2 separate regions of the Columba livia genome follow, and region 2 is linked to region 1. The links are chromatin contacts, called in public Hi-C maps. All regions are on one chromosome and are shown on one strand. Each heading gives the region's core, a stretch centred on a gene start, on an enhancer-like site or on the middle of the called end of the contact. The rest is flanking DNA. Distances are from core to core; before and after follow the strand shown. Region 1 overlaps ZNF326 (zinc finger protein 326). Region 2 holds the start of KYAT3 (kynurenine aminotransferase 3).

Evidence for each region. Hi-C and Micro-C count contacts between places; a contact is called where the count stands out from the background.
Region 2: a contact with region 1 is called in a Hi-C map of liver, with 2.8 times the contacts expected there. The contact joins the promoter of KYAT3 here to the enhancer-like site in region 1. A contact is called at or near these places in 2 of 2 Hi-C or Micro-C datasets (crop and liver).

The regions. Positions count from the first base shown.
Region 1 is chr8:25,464,222-25,468,283 of bColLiv1.pat.W.v2, reverse strand. It overlaps ZNF326 (zinc finger protein 326), which reads left to right. Exons shown (of 13, transcript XM_021292332.2): 2 at 959-1,110. Among named protein-coding and RNA genes, the nearest start is that of ZNF326, 58 kb to the left of the region's middle. Within about 2 kb of position 1,888, at least 1 of the 3 cell types and tissues checked has an H3K27ac peak away from gene starts, as active enhancers do.
Region 2 is chr8:25,647,586-25,651,744 of bColLiv1.pat.W.v2, reverse strand. KYAT3 (kynurenine aminotransferase 3) reads right to left here and starts at 2,493. Exons shown (of 14, transcript XM_065071184.1): 1 at 2,375-2,493. The coding sequence starts at 2,473. All of the region lies in intron 1 of LRRC8B (leucine rich repeat containing 8 VRAC subunit B), which reads left to right.

The DNA.
Region 1 (4,062 bases), core at 639-3,138:
ATATCACCCGATTGTTATTTTTTTCCCTAGAAGATGATGTGCTTTTTCACATCTCTCATTTGGCGTTCTTCTCTTCAGTCACAGCAACAGTATCCTAGCTAATAGTGACTTTTATTTTAAAGGGGCATGTACATAAACGTGCCTTTATACTCTGAGATAAGTTATCTGACTGCTGCTGTGTGCTGCAAGTGTTATTTATCGTCACATTTTTTATCTTGGAACCTCACAGTTTCTCGTACATGCTGCTTCCATCTAAGAGGTGTTTTACATGTATGTGCACTGGCCAAACTTTCTCAGAAAACAGCATGAATAAACCCTAGCTGTGAATGGCACACTGCTATTTCAGTTACTTTGTGTGCGTGTGCGAGAGCATATGCATAAAATCTACTTAAATGCAAAGCTTCTTGTGAGAAAACTGGGTTTGTGGCCTGTCTGATATATAAGCACCTATACAGAAGCGTTAGAAAATATTGGCAATGAGTATGTGTGTTTGTGCTAGTTATATGTCTTGTTTGGCTTTTTTTTGAAGAACAGGAAGGTTAGGTAGGGGGTCTGGCACCAGCATCTGTAACATGGGAGCAGTTGGGCATGTAACAGGCAGCTGAAGAAGGTGCTCCAGGGCATCTGTGGGCTGGCTGATGGTGAAAGGGCACCGAGCAATGACAAGCCCAGTTCTGTCCTTGCTCAGGGCACCTCCGCAGCTCTGACTTGCCCCGTGTGGAGGCTGCAGGGCAAACAGCCCAGCTGGAGTCCTACACACCTCCAGCAGCACTTTCCTGCAAGATTAGATAGTAACTGAGGCTGGCCTGCAAGGAGTGCAAAGTAAAACTAAGTTGTAAATCTAAAACGCAATAAGCATAATTGCTCATAAGTATTTGCATGCAAGAAAAGTAAGGCACTTCACTGATAATTTGCCAATTACTAATAAGTTGCTTTGCAAATATATTTTTTCCTCTAGGGATGCGTGATAATGAAGCTGACATCCTCTCTTTATTCCCAACCAACTGGAAATCATGTCAAAACCAAGCCAAAGCCTGAAGTGGGTTCTGCTGCCCTCACTCTGTGGCACCGCGACACAGAAGTTATAGCAATTTCTCTTTCTGCTTTCTGGTGAGTGTCCACTGCCACGTGTGGGATGCTGGTGGGGCTGCAGCAGCACGCGAGCTCCAGCAGGTCCCTGCTATGGCACATTTGGAAGCCTCTAGCGTCTGGGTTTTTTTGATGGTGGTGGTTTTGTTTGTTCGTTTTTATTGTTTTGTTTTGTTTTTTTCCCTGTAGGAATGGATGACATGATTAGTATGTTTCTGCATTACGATTTTTACACTCCCTTCTGCTGAATTTTAGGGCATTTTGTATGCTTGTGGTGTACCATATATATATATATACAGAGGCCATAATATTTCAGCTTTGGAAACACCATATTATGGATCTGATTTATGCTGTGATGACAGATTTAAAAGCCCACTGAAATCAGCGTGGCTCTGGATGGTTACCATGGTTCTTCCGCAAGGCTCAGATGGAAAGATCTGCTTCTATGTTAATATCTCAGAAGAAATAAAGGGAAGTAGATTTCTTGTTATAGAAAAAAATCAATGCAATTTTCATGTTCCTGCCCCAGTCTTCATAATCCTGAAATGCAAAGAAAGTCATCTCCTCAAAACGTCAAGTGTCAGTGGAGATGTATGTTATAAAATAAGTAAGGAAAATATATCCCACTGCTGTAAATGCTGTTTTAATGGCACTGGAGAGATGTGCTCCTGTAGAGTGAAACATTGTGCCAAACACATCTGCTCTAAACAGCATTAAGAGACAGAAAGCTTTCATCAAAAGCCAGAAGAAATCCCCCCTTATTGTTGATAAGCTTTAGATCAACACCACGGCAATGAAATATGGATGATTTGTTAGTGTCAGGCCTCCACAATTGCTGGTACCTGGTTGCTCACCACTGTTAGCAGCAATCGATAGTAATTTTACAGAATTTCTTCAGGTTTTAGATAATGCTTTAAATGAAAGGGTAGAAGAAAACACAGCACTTGGGAAGAGGAGGAGAGGGTGTGGGCAGTTACCGTATCAAACTACGGAAGAGCTGTATTTCACAATAACTGTGCTGCTGTGTGTGCTTGGAGAAATCACTCGTTGCTTTATCCTCATACTGCTCTGAAGAATTTACAAAAAAAAAAAAAAATCAAACAAAAAAACCCCAAGAAAACAAACCCAAAGAAGCAGCAGAATATGAATTCAAGAACAGAACAGGGTTGCACAGGGAGCTTCTACACTGAACTAAAACATTCATGTTTTAGATCATTGAGAATGAATGTACAATACTAGTCTGTTCTCTTTCTTTCCCTATGTCTCCATTTTGCTTAGATCTTTTCCTTTTTGGAGTCTTTCAAGGAGGAAACAAGGAGCCTTTGTTTTAAAAAGCCTGAAACCAACAGTGGCCCATTGATCATAATTAAGTCTAAAATAATACGCTTTTGCTGACCTGTTTGCGCTTAATCCAAAAAACCTGCTACCTGCTGTAGCCTTGGTCTGCCCCCAGATCCAGTTTCTTCTCCCTGAGCTTCTGGTTCTGAGACAGTAACTTTAAAAGCCCAAATCTGTATTGTCTGCCGGGCTGCATGTGAAAGCACCTCCTCTTCTGTCTAGTGCCTGAAGTGCTTGCTGGTATGAAAACAAATTTTTCACAATCGGATGTTCCCTTTGTCACGTACCCTCTTTTCTTTGACAGAGTGCTGTCCCCCACAACCACCTCTGTTGTCAATAACTTCCTCAGATGGTGAAGCAACACACAGGATAGCAGTAATTCTCTCAATAACACTGGGAGGTTGCGTATAGATTATAAGTAACCTTGCCATGATGTGCATGGGCTCAATTCAGAGCTTCCCGATTTCTCTGTGAATCTCTGCCGATTTCAACAATTGGTTTCTTTGGGGGCTTTTTTTTTTTGGCATCAAGTCCTTAATCCTACAAATGGTGAGTGTTAGGTGCCCTGGCCCTGCTTCTGCCTGCTCTGAGCCTGGGTCTGCACAGGGACACACAGGACGCAGGGTGGTGCTCAGGGAAACCCCCTTCAAGGGTCCCCTAGTACACATCTCCTAGATCGCTCCTTTGACTCACCAACTGCTCTGGCTTGGAGTTCATGAGCCGATCACATGCACAGACAAAGAACAGAGAACACCATCACATGGAAGGTAGTTAAAAACAGAATTTAAAAGGAAGATAGGATAGATAGTGCCCATCAGTCACACATACATATTGGCCAGCAGCCTGCTTACATGAAAATGGTCCTTTTTACTCCGCTTCCCCAATCCACCTCAATCTTTTCTGTTCTTCCCTGATCTACCATTGTTCCTCCCTTCCCCCAAACACCTCATAATAATCCTGTATCATTTTAACAGCCTCCTGTTTAATCCCAGTGTTTCCCTCCCAGGCACCTCATTATAAATCCTGTTCTCCTTTATGCAATAGTCCCCTCAGGTTGCATTGACTACCAGAGAGTTTCATTTGTTGAATCCCTCAGTAGGTTTTGCATCAGGGAAACAGATAAATCATTCACCTTTGATAGTCTTAGGAGTAGCTGATTCAGATGTTTTGCACCAGGGCAATGGCTAAAACATTCACCTTTGATAGTCGCAGGGGCAGCTGATTCAGATGAATCAGGGTTTCTGGATCTTTGTATTTATTTTGAATAACCATTAGCCAGATGTTCTTACAGTGATCACAAATCTATCTATTCTGCATGACTTCCTCCCTTCAGAGCTGCTTATTCAATAGCATTTTCATTAGCCATCTCATTTGGCCCCGTCAGATGCACTGGAAAGGGGTGAGAATCCACTTAGTGCATTCCTCAGCAACTCATCCTGCAGCATGTATTGAATTCCTCAAGCAGAGATGATACTTTACAATTTTGACTGCTGCACGTTTCAGGCCACCTGGGAAAATCAGTTTATTGCCACCACACTTTTATTGCATTGTTACCCAGGACAGCCTTTGGACTCTCTGTACATATATGCTATTTTTTAATTCCTCACACTTTTTATTTTGCATACAGCAAAATGT
Region 2 (4,159 bases), core at 1,244-3,743, 180 kb before region 1:
TATAGTGTCTCAGTACTCCAGACACTCCTGTTTCTTTGAGTCAGACTACTGATTTTAGTGACTTTTACCACTGGTAACTATTGTTATTGTCTGCAAGATTCAAAACCCATACGCTAGCTACCCTACTCTGAACATAAAATGTCTGCATTACCATTACATTCCAAGTTTCAACGTCGAATCAATGGGAACGTCTCACAGTGGAAATACTATGCAGGCACATGTTTGCGCTCAACCTGTTCACCGTACCGAAGCTACCACATACATAGCAATCTGTAAAGTGGGAAGCTAGAAAATTAACAGACACATCTCTGTTCATATGTCTTCTCTAGAAATCTCATTCTGACCTCATCTATGAGACACAAACACCAGAGGAATCAAACACAGGACACATTTTATTTGTCCAAAGGAAGAAAACCATTAAGATAACTAGACAGCTAATGTTGCACCTTCTTGACACAGAACACAGAGGGAGTTCTGACTAGGTAATCTATACTGCATCTATTTAAAAACACACATATGGTTGAGAAGATTAATCCAATTTTACAGTGCATGTCTTGGTAAATATGATTAATGTTTGGCTGTGCTGTATAACTGTACAAATAACTGTAATACTGTACAAATAACACAGGTACTACTTAGACTGAGCCCCCTACACACATCTTTTCACATGTTAGACTACTTCTCACACTACAAGGAATAAGACCTCTCGCCTTGAATCTTTCCAGTGAATAATGAGAATTCTGTATTCTGCCACATGTAAATTTGTTCCATTGACCGATTCCTCTTGAAATTGTTTCAATTTTCTAAAAGCTAAAGGTTTATCAACTGCATTACTTTCATAATTAACTCTACAACGCAAATTTTAACTGCATTAAGTAACCTTCCCTAGCTAAAAATGTATTAACCAGTAAAATAAGGATCCACCTTACAGTTCTCATACTACTTTAAGTTTAAATATTCCATTACTTAAGTTTTCCTATTTATTTTTTCTTGTGCCTTGAAACTAGTTTTATAACAGAACAGCTGGACCTGCATTAGTTTTCAGGTTTTCACAGATTCAGCTTACAGTGAGATTCAGGTCCACCTTATTAATTTGAGAAAGCCAACCAATTAACTGACATTTTTAAATGATACCTTGAGCAACACTCTTGTTCCTCAAGGTCATGAGAATTCTTAAGACTCTTACATTTTAGCACAGTTAAGTCATCACTTGATAATCTTCGAGCCATTTCTAGGTGCAAGGCTAGGATTTCCATGAGTTTAAGATCAGTGTTAAGCAGCATCAAGCTCTAACTCTGACCTCCTGCTTTCCATAACACCTTCTGTCAGGGAAAGCACCTGATATAAAGTCAGGTGCTACTCATATTTATCTTTCTTCCTAATGCAAAGAAACTTGTGATTAAATTTAATGGTAATATATTTAATAACAACAGAAGCATGGTGCATAATTATATTGTAGAATTTATATGTCAAAAGCTACAAATGAAGGCAAGATCTTCCAAAAATTTAAAAACAAAACAATCAAGATTAGATTTCAGCATGTTTAGTGAGAATATCCAACTCCATTATATAGAATATAAATACTGACAGCTTATGAACAACTGGCTGAGGCAAATGATGACCTTCAAAAAGTGGCTTGCACATTCAAACTTCTCATATGGGTAAAATGTACCACAACTATCCAGTATAATGTTTTGAACATCTGTTTTGAAGGATCTGACATATGCCTTGGTTGACCTGAGGTGCTGACTAGATAGACATCTGTCCTGACCTGCAAACACAATTTACATTCCAATGTTTTATAAGAAATGCAAAGTGCAACCTACAACAACCTACCATGTTGCATAGTTCTGTTTTCTCTCAACAAAACCAGAAGAGTTAAAATTATGTTAAACAATCTTATAAGTAGTTAAACTGGGAAACAGAGAGGATTCTGCATAAAATTGAGATACTTGTATACCCTGTGTTATTGCAATATCAAGAAGCACCACTACTCTTATTTAATTACATGAAAACTGAGGTGCAAATAAATTAATTTTTTACCAAAAGTCTATGATAAAGCTGTCTCCTGTATCTCAAGCTCTATTGCCCTAACCGCTGGGCAATCCTTCTGGAGCAATATGTGCTAACATGACTTTAAAGACTGGAAAGGATACACAAAGCAGTAATCACCAAATATGTGTTACGCTAGTGTGGTTAAATATTTGACTGATTCAAATATCTTATAATGTTCTTGATATTAAATGCTTGGATCAATGTAACAAAAATAAGGAAAACACAGCTAATGCATATATACTGGCATCATTGCAAAATTAGTGCATTTCAAAACTATTTTGTGCAGTATTTTAATCTATGAAGCTGAAGGAATACTTACTGCAGAGGCCGAAAGTTTTCTGGATCTGGAAAGCAAATCCGTTCCTAGTTGGGATGGTCTAACACCAAGGCAACAGAAGCTTCGTGAAGCAAAAAGCATGCCTGTACAATAGTGACCTGAAAAAACTTACAGACCCCAGGAATTAGTTTCTACACATCACTAAGCAATTCTAAAATGTAAGAACCCCTTCTTTTCTCTTCAGTGATTTTGTTTCATTTACATTGAAATAAATTCTAGTAAATTATTACCTCATCATGTTTGTATGCATCGAGAAGTAAACTTTTAACTGACAGTGCTGCAAAAGGTTTCTGGATGTCCTCTAAAAGGACGGTTTCCTGTATTTGACAGCACTGATCTTCTTTTCCTTGAATGTCAATTAAGAGTGTATGCAATTCAAGGTTCTAAGTCTGTTAGAATTGTTGCAAACACGTGTTTGTGTAATAAAAATTGCTATTACAATTGCAATTTAGACAGCAAGAGAAAGAGCCGTATTTTTTAAAAGTCACACAGCTCTAAAACTGGTTGCCATTTTCAAATGTTTCAAATCAGATATTCTGCAACTGAGATAATTAAGATCACCAGTCATACTGGAGAGGCAGACCTACACACTTTATAGATATGTAAACTACGCTAAGTTTTGCCACAGTGACTTAGCAAACATCAAGTATCTACCATGGCAGGAAACAGTTAGAAAGGATGTTCTGTGTGGAGTAACAAATCATTCACTGGTAACTTCACTGGTAACATGTGCCCTGTTAACCAAGAACTATAAAAAAGAGGAGCTGGAACTACAGGCAACTATTTCAATAATGTGTTTTTAAAACATTGCCAAAACGACTGAAATGCGTAAGAGAAAACCATAACCGATAGACCTCTGTCAGGAACACAGTAGCCACAGCAGTATAATTATTAACTTTGTTTTCCATCGTTTACTCATTAAAGAACAAATAATCCCTGCTTCTACCCAGACTTTGCCACCTGAAAAGGGGAAGAAAACCAAGAAGAAAGAAAACAACTATACTATTTGTGTTAGAAACAAAGGAATACCATTGCCTGCTTTGCTTACAAAAACTAATTATGTAACATACTATCTTAAAATGTGACTATAACAACAGTACTGTTCTCCCAGGCTCAGACTAGAGGCAGGCTTACTCTTGCAGCACACTGCAAACACTTGCAGGGACAAACATGCCTATTTTTGCCTGTTTCATTTTCTATTGTGGAGTAGCAAAATTAAATTAAGAAATTTGCAAACCTTACACGCAAAACTAACTTACAACTTTGTAAGAAAAATTATTATCAGCTGTGAATATTTCTAGCATTAGTGCCATGCTGCACAGAAAGATGGTGAGGTATTTGACAAGCCATTATTTGACACGAGGCAATGAGACAAAACCACAACACAGCATGACGGGCAGCAGACCTGTAGCCACCATAGCATGGTCAGTCCCTGCAAGTACCTGAAATACCTGAAGTAAAAAATTAAATCCACCTTTAACACCACAGAAACGTAGACATTGTGAAAGCTTTATGAGGAACATAGCAGAAAAAACACTGGCATGTAACATTTCTCCCGCTACATTTCAACCTTTGTGATACTTTTCCAGCAAATGCTGAACACCATTTGTTCAGACTCACAAGCACTCAGAGATAAGGCCACTGGGCACTAAATGGAAAAGCCTCATGTAAAATACTTGTTTGACTTTTTCTTTCTAAAAATACCTCTTTCCTGCAACACTGAGTACTTCCATTGAAACTACCCTAGGAAGTAAAGGCAAAGGCCTT